Linked DNA regions of Mus musculus: all the other regions are linked to region 1. A link is a contact called in public Hi-C and promoter capture Hi-C data. All regions are on one chromosome and are shown on one strand. Each heading gives the region's core, a stretch centred on a gene start, on an enhancer-like site or on the middle of the called end of the contact. The rest is flanking DNA. Distances are from core to core; before and after follow the strand shown.

Region 1 (2,918 bases), core at 168-2,667:
TCAGAACATTCAGGAACATCTGAGCACAACACCACGCAAGGTCACATAAATCACTTGCAAAACAAAGTGTGTCCAGTCAGTAGATAGATGAGGGTGTGGGCGTGTTTGGTAATTGCACAGCACTGCCAAGATCAACAGTTCGCGTGCACAATTATTCATTAATCTAAATACATGTAGAACAGAAGCGCTCGGTACCAGGACTGAAAGCCCTATGACCAGTGCTGCATTCCTGATAAAATCGCCAGCATTAGTTTGACCTCTAAGGCGAGACCTCTGAGGGAAACTGTTGAACGAATAAATGGATGGAGCCCCCATCCAAAGACCTTCCTGTTTCTGCTGATAGAAACTGTATCTCTTTCATATTTCTTTCATAGTTACTACCTAGCTTCTACTAACTCACCAGGGTAGGTGGATCACTCCCAGAAGGGTACCACTCAGATGGAGCAGGGACTTCATCCCAATCCCTGGTTCTTCAAGAACCAGACAAGCAGAGTGAGTGCCCGAGGAGATTTGAGGTGGAAGACCACAGGGGGAGTGAGATCTACAGCCAGTAGAGAGTAGGAGTCATTTTAACAGGAACACCAGCTGCTGCTAGTCAGCTAGAACAAGTTAGGATTAAGGCAGAGGGAGGGAGAGAGAGAGAGAGAGAGAGAAAGAGAGAGAGAGAGAGAGAGAGAGAGAGAGAGAGAGAGAGAGAGAGAGAGAGAGAGAAAGAGAGAAAGAGAGAAAGAGAGAAAGAGAGAGAGAGAGATGCAGATTTGTGTTTTCAGCCAAGTGATGCACCACTGTCTGAAGTTCTCCTTCTCACCACCACATGCCTAGGACTCAGCAGGATCAGACTGGTACCTGTATAGAGGAGAAGGCAGGCAGTATTATTTAGTAAGACATAGAGCCCCTTCCCCAATTGCCTTTTGTGATGGACATGACATTGAATTCTGAGATCTCTGTATTTAAAAGAGGGAATGTCTCTGTTCCCACAGACAAGACAAGGTGGCAAAGAGTGTCAGGTGTCAGGGCACCCCTCCCCCAATACACACACACACTTCTGACAGCTCTGGTGTTCACCTGTAGGCTAATCTCTGCCCACAGGCCTGGACCAGGCTTGACAACAGCTCCTCCCTCAGACCGCCCCAGCCCTGCTGGGTGGCGGTTGATGATTCCCTGGCTGTTTGTTCTGCTAGAGGAGACAGAAGACTGCAGTGTGCTGGAATCCTGCCCTGCCCACTCTGCACAGCTGCCTCCCCCAGCACATGGAAGCTGCTGAGCAGACAGAGAATCAAAGATGATTACGGGCTGCTGGAAAACCGTGCGCTTCTGCCTGGCTGCATCTGCCTGCCAAGCTGTTATGTAAGCCACAGACCCGTTCAGGCCTGGAACCAAACAATGCTGCTGACAGCCCTTCTGTGACCTGCTTATCAGCTAAGCTGCCAGAAACCCTGCCTCACCTGGAGCACACCTGCCCCTTGAGAACTTTGCCCATCCTGCGCTGACAAGCCATTTTCATATTTGTTTTGGGGTTTCCCTGTCTCTGCTCCCTTCCAGCACAGACATATGGGTGGGTCAGGGCCAAGAGTTGACTTTGGTCAGATTCCAAGTGACTAAGACATTTAACTCTGGAAAGCTTCGTTTCACAACCCAGGGGTTGTTTTTCAGCCTCCTAAGTGAATAATTCACTTTGGCTGTTTAGACACTAGAGCTGAACTCCTGGAGCCCCCAGATGACCTCCTGCCTGGAGAGGGACTGACCGATCTGCTCTGATAACCAAAAACTTATTTAGGGATCCTAGATATGCCCCACAGCCAAAGGCACCAAATTTGATGCCGAAGAACTTTACTTCCAGCATGTCCATGACTCGGTTAAATTTGTTGGTTTCTCAGCACTTCAGTTTCTTAGGTCTCTCTCTCTCTCTCTCTCTCTCTCTCTCTCTCTCTATTGTAATGCAGATGTCTGCAGTAGGCACACAGGAAAATTCAAGCTGAAATATTAGCTGTGCCCACGTTCTTTAAGCATACGTATTCATGTATGCAAGTATGTACTTGTTTTTGCATAGTGTGGCTTCCCTAGGTTGATAGCCGGTACCTTTCTCTTTCTCTCCACTCTATATATCGAGACAAAGTCTTGCAGTTGAACCCAGAACTCACACATGTAACTACTCTGGCTAGTCACCTTGCTCCAGAGAACCCCTGTCTCCAATTTCTGATCACTGGGATTACAACAGGGGGGTGGCCACCCTCATCCAGACTTTGTGCCGGTTCTGGGAATCCAAACTTCAATCTTCATGCTTGCATGGCAAGAATTTTAAATGCTAAGCCATCCTTTTAGCCTTTATTTTCAGCATTTCCAGAAGTATTGCCATTGCATCTGAAACCAGCTCCCAGTCCCACCAGTGTTGATGGTGTTTATGCAGGACATAGGCATTCAAACCTAGATGACACGGGTTTTCATTACTCTCCTTTTTGCGATCATAACTGGTGGTACCCCAGAGTCTGGGCTCATATGTTGGGACTTGGACCTTGGAGTTGGGTTTAACTCTGATCAGAGGCCATAAGACCTGTGCTGTAGCTTGAACCTCGCTGCATAACTGGACTGTCTTGAGCTCCTTTTTTTCCTGCATCACTTTATAATGCACAGGCTCTAAGGGGTCCCATTCCGACGTTGGCTGATGGCTGACCATATTCACCTTCATCTGTTCCAGCCTGGAAAGGGTGAGTAGGAGAGTCTCCATTGCTGAGAACAGTCTATTAGCTAGGATCTTAAATCTTTGGACTCAGGCTTTACTCCTGGCCCTTGCCTTTCTCGATAATACAGGAGGCGGGGGTGGGGGGCACTCACAAACCAGGATACCTACATAGCTGTTCAATTCACTCTCATTCTCCATGGATGGCTAAAGTGCCAGATCTAATGACTAATCCAAAACC
Region 2 (2,918 bases), core at 296-2,795, 230 kb before region 1:
GTGGCTCATGTTTAAAATCCAGAACCCAAGAAGCTAAAATAAGAGGTTTGCTGCTAGTTTGAGACCAACCTGTACTGGACATCAATTTCCAGAACATCCTGAGCTAAAAAGTAAAATCTTATCTCAAAAGCAAGTAAACAAACAAAAAAATAGACAGATGAGGGGGTTCACTCCTGCAATCTCGGCACTTGGAGAGGAGATGGAGGGCTACCTTGTTTCAGGGGGATACAAAGTTTTTTAATTGTAGAAGCATGTACATAAATTATTTTGGTACGCTAGATCAAGCTCTCTTAAACAGCAACTCCTTGGTCAGTCCTTCTGCTCTTCAGCAAGAAAGCTAAATCCTCTGCAGAAATTATAAAGAGAGAGAGAGAGAGAGAAAGAAAAGAAAAGAAGAGAAAAGAAAAGAAAAGAAAAGAAAAGAAAAGAAAAGAAAAGAAAAGAAAAGAAAAGAAAAGAAAAGAAAAACCCAGGAAATGCAAAAATGTGTTGTGGTTTTGTTGAAGTGTTCTCAGGAGCGACTCTTAACTGGGCCTTATTGATATTTCTGTTAGAATAACGGGGACCTGGGAGCCATGGACATCCCCCGGGGGATAAGGTAACTGGAAGTCCCTCCTAGGCATCTTGGAGGCTCTGCCCTTTTGCTCAGAGAACAACCTTGAGGATAGGGATGTAGCTCTGTGGTCGAGTGCTTGTATAGCATAAAGAAAGGTAAACACACGCACAGAGGAAACTTCTAGATGCTACTGAACTAATGTAGATTATTGTAATGTTTTTGGGAGACCTCCAGCACTAGTAACAGGATAGATTAGCATAAGCTTTGGCCCTGGTCCTTATGGTCCTTAGTCCCCTGGTTTCTTTTTGCCTCCTGTCTTTGTCAGGCTCCCTCTACAGATCTGGCAGAATCCCTTTGAAGAGATGGAGAACTGGGGTTTAAAACTACTTTGGTAGAATGTCCTCTTAGCATGTACAAGGCCCTGGGTTTGATTCCCAGCACTGCACAAATCAGGTTTGATGTCACACCACCTGTAATTTCAGCTCTTGGCTTGGGGGGGGGCCTGTCTGTCTGTCTGTCTGTCTGTCTCTGTCTCTGTCTCTCTCTCTCTGTCTCTCTCTCTCTCTCTCTCTCTCTCTCTCTCTGTGTGTGTGTGTGTGTGTGTGTGTGTGTGTGTGTGTGTGTGTGTGTGTGTGTGTGTGAAAGTAGAATCAAAAGTAAATCAACACCAGCCTGGGCTACTTGAAACCTTGGGGAGAGGGAGGGAGAGAGGGAGGAAGAGGGAGAAGACAGAAAGGGAGGGGGGAGAGAGAGATTGAAAGATAGATAGACTGACTGACTGACTGACTGACAGACAGACAGACAGGCTAATACAGGTAGAACATGTAAGTGTTGGTTCCAAGTTGTGTCCATCCTCAGTCTCCCTACCCCACCCCACCACCCACCCCCAGCCACCAGCCTCATCAACCCCCAGAGAAGCCCAGGCTCTTCCTCTCCATGCTGGGCTTCACAGCCTGGCAGGGCAGGCAGCAGGTTGTTTTGCTTTCGTAAGCCATATTATGTAAGTAACATCTTGAACATGGAGCTGAGCCAACCTAGAGGTCACATCAGGAGGGAAAAGGGGAAAGAGGCTATTCAAGGAAGTGGAAAGAGAATGAGGACAGGGAATAAGAGGGGAGAAGGAGAAAAATAGAGGTGAGAGTGGTAATGAGAGGTGAGAGTGGGATGAGATTCTTTAACATCTGCTGCCTGTTCATAGTTCTCAGTCCCGAGAGACGGAATATATTAGCATGAAAAGTACTCTCTTCATTTTATCTGGGCACTAGGTCATCTTTTAGCTCTCACTCTGTGTACTGAACTGTATGCCAGCAGCCTGCAGGTATCACCCTAGGGTCTATTTCAAGGGCAGTGGCAGGCTGATACAATGCATGCCTAGTGTCCTGGTAGGGAATAAACAGGCCTACTCTTGTGGAATGTTGTCCTGCCAGCATTGGAATGCTTAGACCTTAGCAGAGTTCCACTTGTGAAGCTACAGGGAAGCTATCATCCTCACCTCTGCTCCTGCAAGCCCACTAAGCTCACTCTCACCCTGCTCCTGCAAGCCCACTAAGGTCACCCTCACCCCTGCTCCTGAAAACTCATTAAGGTCACCCTCACCCCTGTTACTGCAAGCCCACTAAGCTCACCCTCACCCCTGTTCCTGCAAACCCACTAAGCTCACCCTCACCCTGCTCCTGCAGGCCCACTAAGCTCACTAGCACCCTCCAAGCCCGACTTAGGTGGAATAGTTATTTTAGTCTGGTGTTGGTGTACTATATAAAGTGAGTACACATTTGTTCACCCACGTGGTGGATTACAACCGTCTGAAACTTCAGTTCCAGGGGATCCAGCACCCTCAAAACAAAGTAGCTAGATGGTTAAGAGTGTTGTCTAATCTTCCAGAAGTCCTGCCCTCAGTTCAACCAAATCCTCACAACTAATTGTGAGTCAATCCAAGGCTCTTTTCTGAAAGCTCTGAAGGCTCCTGCACTCATGTGGCATATACATAGTGCATGCATACATGAATAAATGTTTAAAGTTCCCCAAATTAACAACAACAACAACAAAATGGAGCCAGGTGATGGTGGTGCTCGCCTTTTATCCCAGCACTCAGAAGGCAGGGTGATCTCTGAGTTTGAGGCCAACCTGGTGTACAGAGCCGAGTTCCAGGGCACCACACAGGCAGTGCATCGTATCCTGGCCAAGCTTCTGTCCTTGGTGTCACCACCAAGTTTACTAAAGGTGGTTCCAGAACGACATTAGCAGTCCCGCACCACCACAATTAGCAGTCATGCTAGGAAGACCCTGGAGACCGCTACAAAACCTCTCTCCTCCGTCCCTAGAGAAAGCACAAATTTGGAAACACACAGAGATGGATGGAAGC
Region 3 (2,918 bases), core at 230-2,729, 190 kb before region 1:
GTGCATGCCTTTAATCCCAGCTCTCAGAAGGTAGAGACAGTCCGGATCTCTGTGAAGTCAAGACCTGCCTGGTCTACAGAAAGAGTTCACTGTGTGTTCTTGACCTGTCCAAAAAAAAACAAAAACAAAAACAAAAACAAACCAAAAAACAAAAAACAAAAACAAAAACAAAAAAAACCTAGAGTTCTATGTAAGTCAAAGTCCCGCCTCCTCCTTCTTCCTTTCGAACCTTAACAGGGTTCTAAACTCTACTGAGTGGAGGAAACTCTCTCCTTTCTAGCTCCCAGTGATAGGATAATACCAGCTCCCTAGAAACAAAAAGCTAAGCCGTCTGGCCAAATGTGCTTTCTTTCCCACGACAGAGTCTCCTTGCAAGTCACAGCTCTTTCTTGTTTAAAACCCTGCATCCTGAGAGGTCTAGAAAGGCACGGTGTAAAGCTGGCGACCTTTTAAGATTTGTAAATCTCCATTAGGATATTGCTCAGGGTTTTATCTGAGACCCGGCTTTTGTTTGTCGCCCAGTGGACTTTCCTACATGCATATCTGTTGCTTAAAAAATGCAAGCAATTTACACAATCCCTGGCTCCAGATCCTACACTTGAGAACAAGGCGGCATTGTGCAAGCAGAGCTCTCTCTAGCTTTGAATTCGTTGTGTCCTAGATTTACTTATGGAAGTAGGCAGTACAAAGAAGGGATGACTTGTTAAAATTTTTACAATTCAATAACAAAGCTGACATTCAAATCTATAACTGATTTCTGGGTCATTGCTCTCCAGGCACCAGATTAGATATGGTGTGTTCACGAAGTACTAGCAGGATGCCTTCAGCTGACTGGAGCTTTCTGTTGCTAATTCCAGGGAGGGTCACATCCGCACTGTTAAGGCCAGTTGTAATTTAGAGAAAAACATGCTGTTCAATTGAATAAGAAGATATAGTAATGGTTTGAAGAGGAAAACTCAAATAAATGAAATGTTAGAATTTTTTTTTTAAACTTCAGGTCATAGGTATCATTTGGAGAGAGAATCATGTAACAGTCGATAATAATTAAAAAGCAATTATCCAGGTGTGGTGGTGCACGCCTTTAATCTCAGCCTTCAGGAGGCAGAATGAGGCAATCTCTGTGAGTCTGAGGCCTGGCTGGTCTACACAGCGAGTTCCAAGCCAAATGGGAGCACCTTGTCTCAAAATAACTAGCTAATTAACTAAACAAAAAATGACAACAAAAAAGAACTAAAATTTCTGGTGGCCAGATATGGTGCTGTATGCCCTAAGTGACAATCAAGTCTTTTTTTTTTTTTTTTTGGTTTTTCGAGACAGGGTTTCTCTATATAGCCCTGGCTGTCCTGGAACTCACTCTGTAGACCAGGCTGGCCTCGAACTCAGAAATCTGCCTGCCTCTGCCTCTCAAGTGCTGGGATTAAAGCTGTGTGCCACCACACCTGGTGACGATTGAGTCTTATTGGTTGTTCAAGGGAACTCAAAATTGGTTCACAGGAAGCTGTTGGCTCCTCTTTTGCACAACCTGTCACCCTACCTTCACTGGTCCCTGCGTTCTTATCTTGGCTTGGTGGAGGAGGTGATATCCCTCCCCCGAGAATCCCCTTGGGGTGGTCTTCAGGTCATAGTGTTCTAATGTTAGAAATGAATCCGTGGTGGAGGTCTCCCTAGACAACATGCCTCTGGCACTTCCCCAGCAATCGCCTGGGAAATGCCAGAGAAGGGAAAGACCTGAACCAGAAAAAGTCAGCCTTGCTTCCCAGGGAGTTGTTAAATAGTTATGGGATTCCAGGCCCAGGATTTATGCCCACTGCTGAGTTGTTTTTGTGGTCCCTACTCAAATACACTATTGGTCTGTGTCTTTCCATCTTCTGAGCCTGGGGAATGCTGGGCCCGTGCCTAGGCAGAGGTCAGCTGGCACTTGGAAAGACTGAGCAGGAGGCTTCTTTTCTTCATAGTTAATATGATCTCGTCACTTCAGGGACTTAAACTCAGGTCTATTAAGCCCCAGATTCAATTCTTCTGGAAAATATCATCTGTCTAGGGCTCTTCTTTCTGGGCAGTAAAAGTACTACCAATTCTGTTTTAGTGTAATTGCTAGCAGCTGGCTGCTATTCCTTCTTGTCCTAGACCACAAGGGCCAAGCAAGGGTTGGGGTCAGGCCTTCACCACCACATAAAGCACTCATCTTGTAGGCTCTGCTCTTGCTTCAGCCCACCCCGGGCACACACATGACAGATCTGTCCCTCCCTCTTTAAAGACACGGTTGGAATGCTTCTGTGAATTTTCATCTACAGTCTAGCCATTGTATCAAGTGCGCACTAAAGCTCAACATTTGCCTAGAGGAAACAAGGAAGTGCTGTTGGGGCTCCTTTAAGAACTTGTTTATGTCTCTAGCTGGCCGGCTGCCTTCTGTTGTTCCAGCCATGTTTATGACACAGGCTCACCCTTCTGCTCCTTGTTTTGAAGGCCTTGCTGGGGGACACTCACACTGAGAGTCAGTGTCTCAGCCTTTTCCCAGTCGTCGTCGGGGACAAATGTGTATGTTAGTTTGGGCCGCGGTGCCTGCTTAGTCCTGCCAGTGTTTTGAGCCAGGCCACCTTCTCAGCACAGCACGTCTTTGGCCCAAATGTACCAGAACATTTTCCTCAGGAATGTGAACCTGAGTTCTTGCAGATTTCAGGAGTGCATAATTACAAACAGAAAAAGAGAGAAAGAAAGAAAGAAAGGAAGAAAGAAAGAAAGAAAGAAAGAAAGAAAGAAAGAAAGAAAGAAAGAAAGAAAGAAAGAAAGAAAGAAAGAAAGAAAGAAAGGGCAGCAACTGCCTTGAAACACAGGAGACAAATTCTTGAGGAAGACCAGGAAAGCTAGTTGTCTGTCGAAAGCCCCAAGGACAGCAGAACAACCACTTAGGTCTAGAC

The links. Promoter capture Hi-C pulls out the DNA fragments that hold promoters and counts their contacts. A called contact is a pair of places that touch in the nucleus more often than the background predicts.
Region 2: a contact with region 1 is called in a promoter capture Hi-C map of liver. The contact joins two enhancer-like sites. A contact is called at or near these places in 1 of 39 promoter capture datasets (liver), 25 of 115 datasets of contacts at active chromatin or transcription factors (the 230-238 cell line, astrocytes, bone marrow-derived macrophages and 17 more) and 3 of 9 other capture datasets (adipose tissue, liver and pancreatic islet).
Region 3: a Hi-C map of uterus shows a contact between it and region 1. The contact joins two enhancer-like sites. A contact is called at or near these places in 2 of 484 Hi-C or Micro-C datasets (nephron progenitors and uterus) and 3 of 115 datasets of contacts at active chromatin or transcription factors (astrocytes and fibro-adipogenic progenitors).

Annotation. Positions count from the first base shown.
Region 1 is chr1:154,149,109-154,152,026 of GRCm38.p6, forward strand. No RefSeq gene overlaps it. Among named protein-coding and RNA genes, the nearest start is that of Zfp648, 51 kb to the right of the region's middle. Within about 2 kb of position 1,418, at least 171 of the 459 cell types and tissues checked have an H3K27ac peak or open chromatin away from gene starts, as enhancers often do. A contact at or near this core is called in adipose tissue, astrocytes, hepatocytes and 2 more, where this site is marked.
Region 2 is chr1:153,917,161-153,920,078 of GRCm38.p6, forward strand. No RefSeq gene overlaps it. Among named protein-coding and RNA genes, the nearest start is that of Glul, 19 kb to the left of the region's middle. Within about 2 kb of position 1,546, at least 21 of the 459 cell types and tissues checked have an H3K27ac peak or open chromatin away from gene starts, as enhancers often do. A contact at or near this core is called in adipose tissue, hepatocytes and liver, where this site is marked.
Region 3 is chr1:153,961,757-153,964,674 of GRCm38.p6, forward strand. No RefSeq gene overlaps it. Among named protein-coding and RNA genes, the nearest start is that of Gm30327, 28 kb to the right of the region's middle. Within about 2 kb of position 1,480, at least 54 of the 459 cell types and tissues checked have an H3K27ac peak or open chromatin away from gene starts, as enhancers often do. A contact at or near this core is called in astrocytes and uterus, where this site is marked.